2 separate regions of the Drosophila melanogaster genome follow, and region 2 is linked to region 1. The links are chromatin contacts, called in public Hi-C maps. All regions are on one chromosome and are shown on one strand. Each heading gives the region's core, a stretch centred on a gene start, on an enhancer-like site or on the middle of the called end of the contact. The rest is flanking DNA. Distances are from core to core; before and after follow the strand shown. Region 1 holds the start of CG42354. Region 2 holds the start of disco (disconnected).

The links. Hi-C and Micro-C count contacts between places; a contact is called where the count stands out from the background.
Region 2: a contact with region 1 is called in a Hi-C map of the Kc167 cell line, with 4 times the contacts expected there. The contact joins the promoter of disco here to the promoter of CG42354 in region 1. A contact is called at or near these places in 21 of 107 Hi-C or Micro-C datasets (the D17-c3 cell line, the Kc167 cell line, the ML-DmBG3-c2 cell line and 10 more).

What each region holds. Positions count from the first base shown.
Region 1 is chrX:16,103,288-16,107,520 of dm6, forward strand. CG42354 reads right to left here and starts at 1,659. Exons shown (of 6, transcript NM_001144730.3): 1 at 1,517-1,659. It overlaps CG42353, which reads right to left and starts at 1,659. Exons shown (of 5, transcript NM_167485.4): 1 at 1,517-1,659.
Region 2 is chrX:16,214,862-16,219,400 of dm6, forward strand. It overlaps disco (disconnected), which reads right to left and starts at 1,889. Exons shown (of 2, transcript NM_078638.4): 1 at 1,390-1,889.

The DNA.
Region 1 (4,233 bases), core at 409-2,908:
CAGTATCTAGAGTCAAGAAGCCATTTAAAGAAACCACGTCAAAGCCAAAATATTTAACACATCTGCATTGGGTTTCGAACTTGCGAAATTTGGATGCGCTGGCGCTAACAAGATTATTTTGTATGAAAAACTGCACCCACTTAATACATATGTAGATATGTATGAATGTATGTATGTACATATGTCTTGAGAGCGAAATAACCCCTTGAACAAATCACACGAAAAGTTAACGAAATCGTACACTGCGTAGGTTATGAAAAATGTTAATAAATGGTTGTATTTAATAAAAAAAAAACATGTGAAAACAAGCAAACATTTTACTGAAAAATATGACTATTTTGAAATATTGTATCCCAAAGAGCCCAACCCTCCTCAAATCTTATAAATTCGAATGTGTGTGTGTGTGTGTGCTGTTGTGTGTTTTTTTAGTGTACCTTTACGGTCCATAGCATGGATCGATTTATGGCATAAATTTACCCTTACCACCACGGAATTGGGAATTGCATCCCTAATTCCGCATGGAGTCTCGTTCCAAATAGATTTTGGATTTTGTGTTCCCAAAATGAATCAGTGTCCGTTCCGATTTGGGAAGAGCCCGTATTGAAGGCAACTGTGAAAGACATTAAACTGCAGCCGCTGCTCTCATTTGCTTTTGCTTTTTTTTTTCTGATTGGACCTAGGTTTTCTTGCTTTTTCTGCCTTTTTGCTTTCGTCATTGTTATGGTTATTTGCTGTTGCTATTGCCGTTGCGCACAGTTGGGTTAATATTTCGAAAATAAGCCATAATTGTGTGTCTCAGCCACCATTTTGTGGTTTTAGTTGAGTTTGAGTTTGTGCTTGCTTTGGTTATTTCCTTCATTTTTTTTTGTTATTTTTTACATATATTTCTTTTTTACGTTTAATGCTTAGTGCGCCTCGTTTTTTCCGTTGGTTTGGCAGCTAGACGGCCAAAGTGTGAGTTCGGATTGGAGTTCATTCACCGCGCAGTAACTGACGGATGCCAATAAGAATATCCCAGATCCCAGTTGGTCTTGAAGAAAACCCCCAACGTTATTTCGTTTTTTTTTTTTCACAAACTCTTGCTTTAACCCGCACTCACTCACGAATACAACAAAAACAAAAACAACAACAACAACAACAACAAAAAGATACAAAATCATACAGATACACACACTCGCACTAACGTTCGTTCACACACACAACCACTATAAACAATCGGCGGTGGTTGAGATCCCCAAAAACCCCTCCCCCACCGAACCAACGAACCACCACTGTTTTTATGTTTCTCTGTTTTGAGTATTATTAATTTCGCCGTACATCGGTGGTACAATGTGTGTTACAAAGCCAAAAAGCCCGAAAAAAAAATAAATGAAAAACAGTCGAATATTTTGTCGTACTTGATGGTAAAGTAAATATAACACACAGATGCAAAGGCGGTTAGACATACAGGGCCAATATACAGATACTATCCGTATATACGGTGTGATTGTATTTGACTTTATTTAACGACAATTACCTAAACAAACGTGAACAATAGAATAGCGGCGGTACGACGACGCGCACTTAACAACAAAAAGTACTCCGGCGTTCGGGAACGGGAAAACCAAACAAAAAAATAACACGTCCGCTCACCACAAGATTTCAAAGTTGACTGCGACAGCAACGATTTTTTTTGCGGCAAATGGAATCCACAATACGATCCACTTTTAATAACATAGGCTTCTCTTAAAGCGTTGTATTTGTATTCATTGTATCTGCAGCGCTACCGGACTGGCGAGATTTCGTTCTGGCTTAAGTTAAGATTTCCGGCTGACCTGGCCTACACCGAAAGAAACGGGTGAAATTGGCATATATCTTATCATATTAATTGAATCAGAAGATTGTTTTAATTTCGTATATTCTTATGGCTAAAGAAATGTTTTTAAATTAAATGTTTATAACGTAGGATGTATAAATAACAATTTGTTCTTAACAAGCCACTGCAATGGTCCTTGTCGACGAACCAAAAATATACTTGCCAACTTTCAAATAATGGGTATACAAAATTATACAGGAGATTTCTTAACGTGTTGCTTATTTTGGTTCTATTTTTTCAAGTAAGGATATTTTAAGGCGTTGCCACAAGTTCGACCTATGATGTTGCCAGCAGCATGGAATAAGAATGCTGAGAATTCAAATTATGAAATTTATTAAAAGTAAGAAATGAAATTATTTGGCTCTTAAAAAAATAAATTTAAAAGAATGTTTAGTATGTGCTGAATGGAAATAATGGTAATTTAACAAAATATACTGAAAACACGTCAATTTAAAAAATATCACACCTTAAAATCGTTAGCCTTAATATCGGTTTTTTTTGCCATGTGCCTTAAAATAAATTTAGATAACATTTTTTTGTAAAATGTTACATATTCAATTAAGCGTTTCGAACCCATTTGGAACCACTTCTTTTAAGGCTACATGAGACTTTCTACAAATATTGTATTTCCGCAATGTAGGTTTGTTACGGCTAAAACTTATTGTTTAAGCAAAATCAGTGGATATGGCAACGCTCGTAAGAAATTATAGAAATATGTGAAGCGCCATCCAGCGGATAGTGCAAGTTCTGCAAAAGCGCGCGTAGTAGCTATTTTTGGAGACTAAACTACCGCCATCTGTTGGTGTTTATTCAAAACAGACGTAAAAAAGTATGTTACACAAAATAAATTTTTTGTGTAGTTACTATATTTTTAGGGTTGACTAGCGTTGTGCTATTTTTCAGTAATAACAATAAAATAAATAGTGATCGCTAGATAAAGCTAGGGCTAATCAAACTGAAAAACGAAATAAAATTGATTATGTTTATCTGTAGTTTATGCAGACAAATAAGTAAACTAACTACACTATTTCACAATTTGCCTTACAAGTAAAAAATGAAACCAGCAAAATTTACTTGAAATCGGCATAACTAATCGCAATTGTTTGGTTAGTTGTTAGTTGGCTTATGAATTAAGTTTTGAGTTCTTAAAAAATCATTTAATTTTAATCTTAAATCACTATGTATCAATTCCATTACAATTCCAATTCACTAACTTTCAACTATACTTTGGTTGTTTTTGTACTTTATACTTAATATGCTTTTCTATTTATGACACCGATATTAAGCAATTATGTACCATGCCATTTACAGAGCAAAACAGAGCTTCTCCTCGAGCCATCCTCTCTCCTTTGGATTAGTGTGAGAACTGTTTCAAAAGGCGATTTTGCGGGCATGCCCCCTTTTGCAGATCCGTGGACAATGCCAAGGGCATGGCCTCCGTTCGCTTAACTGGCAATCTGCGCGTAATGATGGTTTCAGGATTTAGTCGGCCAATCAATCGATGGTCGCATAGAGTTTAACAATTCCATGGTGCGCTTAATTCGGGGGTTCGGTTACGGTACTCGAATTGGGCGATTTCGATGGCGAATGGAATGGACTGAACTGAACTGAACTGAACTGCACTGCACTGGATGGACTGTTGTCTGGTTTGTGGTGTTTTAGGTGCCGGGATTTCGCATCAGCCTCATATGCATATGCATATACTTTTTTATTTCACAAGACGGAAATTTTCGTTTTTCGTCTTTGGCTTTAGCTTTGGTATTAGCAGCGACTTTGACTTTGGCTTTACCCACATAATTGGTCTTGGGGTTGGCCTCACCATGGATGCTCCATGGATATGCTTACATATTGGTATCGGATCGCATCGCATCGCATCGCATCGCATCGCATCGCATGGCATCGCATCGTATGGCCGGCCGACCAATTTAGGTGGGCCCCCAATTTAAGTGATAATGATTATGCGTTGCGTCGACTTCCCATATTCTCCCAGTTAGGAGTTTCAGTTCCCAGCTAAAGTCTGAGCCAAAACGCAATCTTGCTGGTCCCGAATCTCAAAACTGAGAGCCATGGCCAAAGCCAAAACCGAAACCAAAACCCAAACCCAAACCCAAACCCAAGACCAAACCAAAACCAAAACCGAGCCCATGCAATGGAGTTACTGTGATTTGTGGTTAGTTGCAGCTTCTGTGCTACGTTTAAGCCATTGGAGCTGTCAGGTCTACGTTTGACTTTAAGGCTCATTACGTCAAAAAGAGGCAGTGAAAAAGTATCGTTAAAACCTTTGGCGATCTGTGGGAAAATTCTCTTCACCATAATTTGCATTGGGCTCAATTAAATTTGCTTTGCTGTGATGATGATGCTGCTGCTGCTGCTGCTGT
Region 2 (4,539 bases), core at 639-3,138, 110 kb after region 1:
GATGACAACAATAGCATTAAAATGAGTGTATGTACACACGGCGAAAATGCGAAAGCGCAAGAAAAAAAAAAGAAGAGCAAAAAGGGGGGAAAAAAAACTTAATTGTCAGGTACTTGGAAGTAATCAGTTTCTGACTAGGTGCCGAAAATATTGTTACCATTCAAGAAATAGAGAATGACCCAAAGATGTTGCAATAATTTTCTAGATCATTATAAGTTAACTATATCATATGAGTTGAAGGTGCCTATACCTTTTTATCTTCCAAGAATCTTTTAAAAAAGAGATTCAACTCAAAAAAAAATATAGATCTTTTAACATTTCAATATAAAACAATTCAAGATCTAAGCATCATAACAATCTTGCATAGCACAATAAGGCGCAACGGAAAACAATAACAACCTCTCTATTTTCTCTCAGTGCACGCGGTCGACAGATCGAGGTGAGTATGCATGTACATGGGTAATTATTTTTGTCAAACGCTTAAAATGTCTTAAGCCACCGATGGTGAAAGGGGGGGTGATGTTGGGCAGCTGGGGGTAGGGGAAAAACCAATCACAACTTTTGATGGCTCTCGGACGAAACGTTTTTTGATTATCGGCAGTGGCAAAGGCAGCAAAATGTTGAAAGTACCCAAGACAAGAAACGACAAGATTGAAGAATTCCGAGAGTTGGGAGACGCTTTAGATGGTAGATGGTAGATCCAAGATCTGTGGAGTACGGTGTGTGGCAGTTGGGGATGGAAGATGCCGAGATGTGAGCAATCCGGCGGCTATAATTGCTGTTGTAGTTGCTGTTAATAGTAGTACATTATAATAAGCAGGAGTCGATGGGCACAAGGGGCATGCAAGGGGCATGCGATGGTCCAAAGATGACAACGCCGATGGTCCGGACATCAACGAGAAAAACAGAGCTCGAAAACCGCAGACAAAAATCTTAATTACAACTTTGACATTTGGCGTTTCCCCCGAAGACATCACTTTTTTGTCGTCGAAGCTCACGCAGCAAATAGACAAAAATGGGTTTACGAACATTGGATTAACAAGCTGTTTTCAATTTAGCAAAGTCAGGATATTATAAGAAAATCCATAGACTAGAGGTAAAAGATGGCAGCACATCACCAGAGATCCCATGAAAATGGTAATACCATATTAATGCCACTAGCAGCCTATGTGATCCTAACAAGATCATTATTTACCACGAAAAGAATCCTATTGTTGCGTTCCTATTTCATAACACAATTCTTGAATGGGTAATATTTTTATGGCACCAGGATTTCTTTTTAGAAAATACTCCTCTGATCTCGAAAAATATTCACTATGACTTCACTTGAATTTGAATTCTTTGCTTGAAGTGCCGACGGCAAATCAACTTTACTCGAACTATACATACCTTTTGCTAATTTAGCAGCGAGTTGTAGATATTTTATTGTATTTTGGTTTATTGCTGTTTTTTTTTTTTGTTTTAGATTTTCTCACTTTGTCACAGGTTTGAGATTTAAAAAAAGGGTTTCTTTCGCTTTGTTTTGTTTTGATATTTTGTTGCGTAAAAAGTTGATAAATTCAGATGGTAGAATTCACTGTTGGAGCTGTGTGCTGTTGTTGTTTTCATGCCCGTGGTGCATTTATTTTTGTTGCATTTTGCTGAGATATTAAAAAAGTTGGTCGTTCACAGTTGACGATGACACACACACACACACACACACGCTCGTATGCACGCACACTTATGCACTGGGTCGCGCGGCAGAGAGAAGAGTGGACTGGACGCGAATATGCGGATGCGAATATGTGAATATGCGGAGTGGCAAACGAAGTAGCGACGAAGATGCGGATGTGCGGAGAGCAGGGACAGCAGAGATCCACTTCTTCGAATGTCGTGGGTGACACTGATTGTCGATTTGTCGTTTCACCAACGAATTTGTGCGGCGACTGCGACGCCGGCAGCGCAGCGGGCAGAGAGCGAGCGACAAATGCGGCGACACCGACACCGACACACCGACTGACTGACACAAACACACACGCACACGCGGGGTGGGTGACATTTGGCTCTCTCTCGCTCGCTCTCCCGCTCGCTCTTGCGCCCTCTCTCTTTCACTCTTTCGCTCTTGCACCTGGAAGAGTGTGAGAGAGCGCGCTATTGGAATTGGCCTTCGTCACATTGTCGTCGATGGGTCATTAGGCACTCGCCCGAGTGCGAGCGAGAGATCCGCCCGCACTTGAGTCCATCCCGCTCGCCCAGTCGGCAAAGCAGTGCGAGGCAAGAGTAGCCACCACTCTCTTACTCACGCCGCGAAAGAGCGCCGTCCCGTGCGTGCGAGCGGCTTGGCACGCTCGTGCGGCTATCTCGCGCCCGCTCGCACACTGTCGTCTGAGTGGACGAAACCGTTTCGTTGGGTTGACACATGCGACATGCGACGTGTGTGTGTGTGGTCAGTGCGGCACACACATTCACACGCACTGCCGCCAGCCAAAGAGAACGCAGCGCTCGCTCTCGCCGCTTGCTGGTATGGGTGCCTTGGGTTCGATGGTGTGAGTACATGGCCGGGCACTATAGTGTGACAGAGCGAGAGAGAGGGAGCCGGAGCACAAGAGCGCAAGAGGGAGAGAGCAACGAGAGTGAAATGGCAATGGCCACAGTATACAGTACACAGTACGTAATTTGTCGCTGCTGCGACGTCACTTTTTGTCTTGGGCTTCTCCTCTCTGCTTCTCTTCACGAAGGTTCTTTTGAAATTTTTGTCATTTGATGTCTTGTCCACTCGGTGCTGTGCCCTCTCGCCGTCCCTATCGCACCCGCACGAATGGCCGCGTTGAGCGGCTCTCTTTGTTTTGCGATTGCGCTGTGCATCTGTATGGGTGTGTGTGTGGGTGCGAATGTCGCTGTATAGGTGTATCTGTGTATGGGTGACACTTTGGCAATGGGGGCGATTCGCTTCGATTTTTTTTCCCTGTCGCCACACAGCACCAATGGAATTCGAGCACTGGTGACAAAGAAGCGACGCTGCTGCTTCCTCTTTCCACCCCACACCCCTACCGCAGTCCCTCAACGATCCTATCACCATGACCGCCCCCACCACCACTATATATGTATGTACATATGTATGCATGTATAACTTATGTAAATTGCACAGCTTCGGTATGTAAGTGCCTTATGTGATAGCAGCACCTACACACATATACACAGCTCCTTGTCGTTTCATTGTCCTTTTCATTGCCGAATTAAAATAATTCTCACCCACACTCCCACACAGTATATGTATGTATTTGCTAGACGCCGGAATGTCCCACATAAGGATACAAAAGCACACATACATATTTGGCCACATTTGTTCTTCAATTTATCCACACAAGTGTCCGAGAAAAGTTCTTAAAGCGAAAAAAAACCGTACGGAACAAATCCTATTTGCATTAATCACCATAAAAAAATATAACAATAAGGACCGCATTATTATGTTGCATACCCACAAGGCGTTAGCATCAATGTTGGACTTCCAGGAAATGGTCAGGACTTAATAAAAAGCACTCTCTTAACATTCAATATCTTTAAGTATTACATATCATACCATACGTTTAAATGGTATATAAGGTTCTAACTAAAATTCATTCAAGTAAGTTTACTTACTACTTATAAACCAAACCCAAATCAGTTTCTTGTTAACCTAAAGCTTTAAGCTTTAAGGCTTCTCAAATACAATGCATCACTCATTCAATTAGTTGTTTCTTATTTAGCTTTCGTAATCGCGTAATCGCAAGTACCTTTGCAGAAACATTAATTGTTCTAAATATATAAATAACACAATTTATTCACTGTTGTTTTCCTAAAAACTATGTTTACTTCAATTTTTAATCTGAAGGTGGGAATAAATCCTCCAAACCCAAACTATAATTCTTTCAGATAAACAGATTTATCTGAAACTTAAAAGCACCATAATTCCACTTTAAAATGTGATGTGAAAATTAATGATTATAATTAGATGTGTTGTGAAAATCATTTTTCAACGAAGTTTTTACAGAATGTACCATCAATTTAAGTGACAAGTGCAGCAACCTTTATGCTGCCTCGATTCTATTCAACAAGGTGTCCTCAAATTGCTTGATTTGAGAATAATATCTGATAATATTAATGTGTGGAGTGCCTTTATAATCGATTCCCCATTGCTGAGTGTCACTTTTCAATTCGGCGCCGCCAACTGGCCTTTGTGAATTGATTGATGTGAGTTCGAAGGTGAAAAGTCAATCCTCGAAGGTTTTTTTTTTAATATTGTTTGGAACGAATGGAAATATCTTCTCTGGGGTCATCTCGATGTCGCCCCCCCATTTTTTTTTTTTTCATGTTGGACAGTGCTAGTCAACACTTTCGTTTTTCCTTTCTCTTCTATTGTGTAGCGAAATGGTTTCATTAATCAAAAATTTGGAGAAATAAATGCTCGTTTCTTTCGATTTATTTCGGCCCCCTGCCAGATTTGATAAATAATTGCTATCTTATTATGTCGATTGTCGTTGCTGTCGCCGCTGGAATCAAAATTCAGGGACTTCAGAGTCC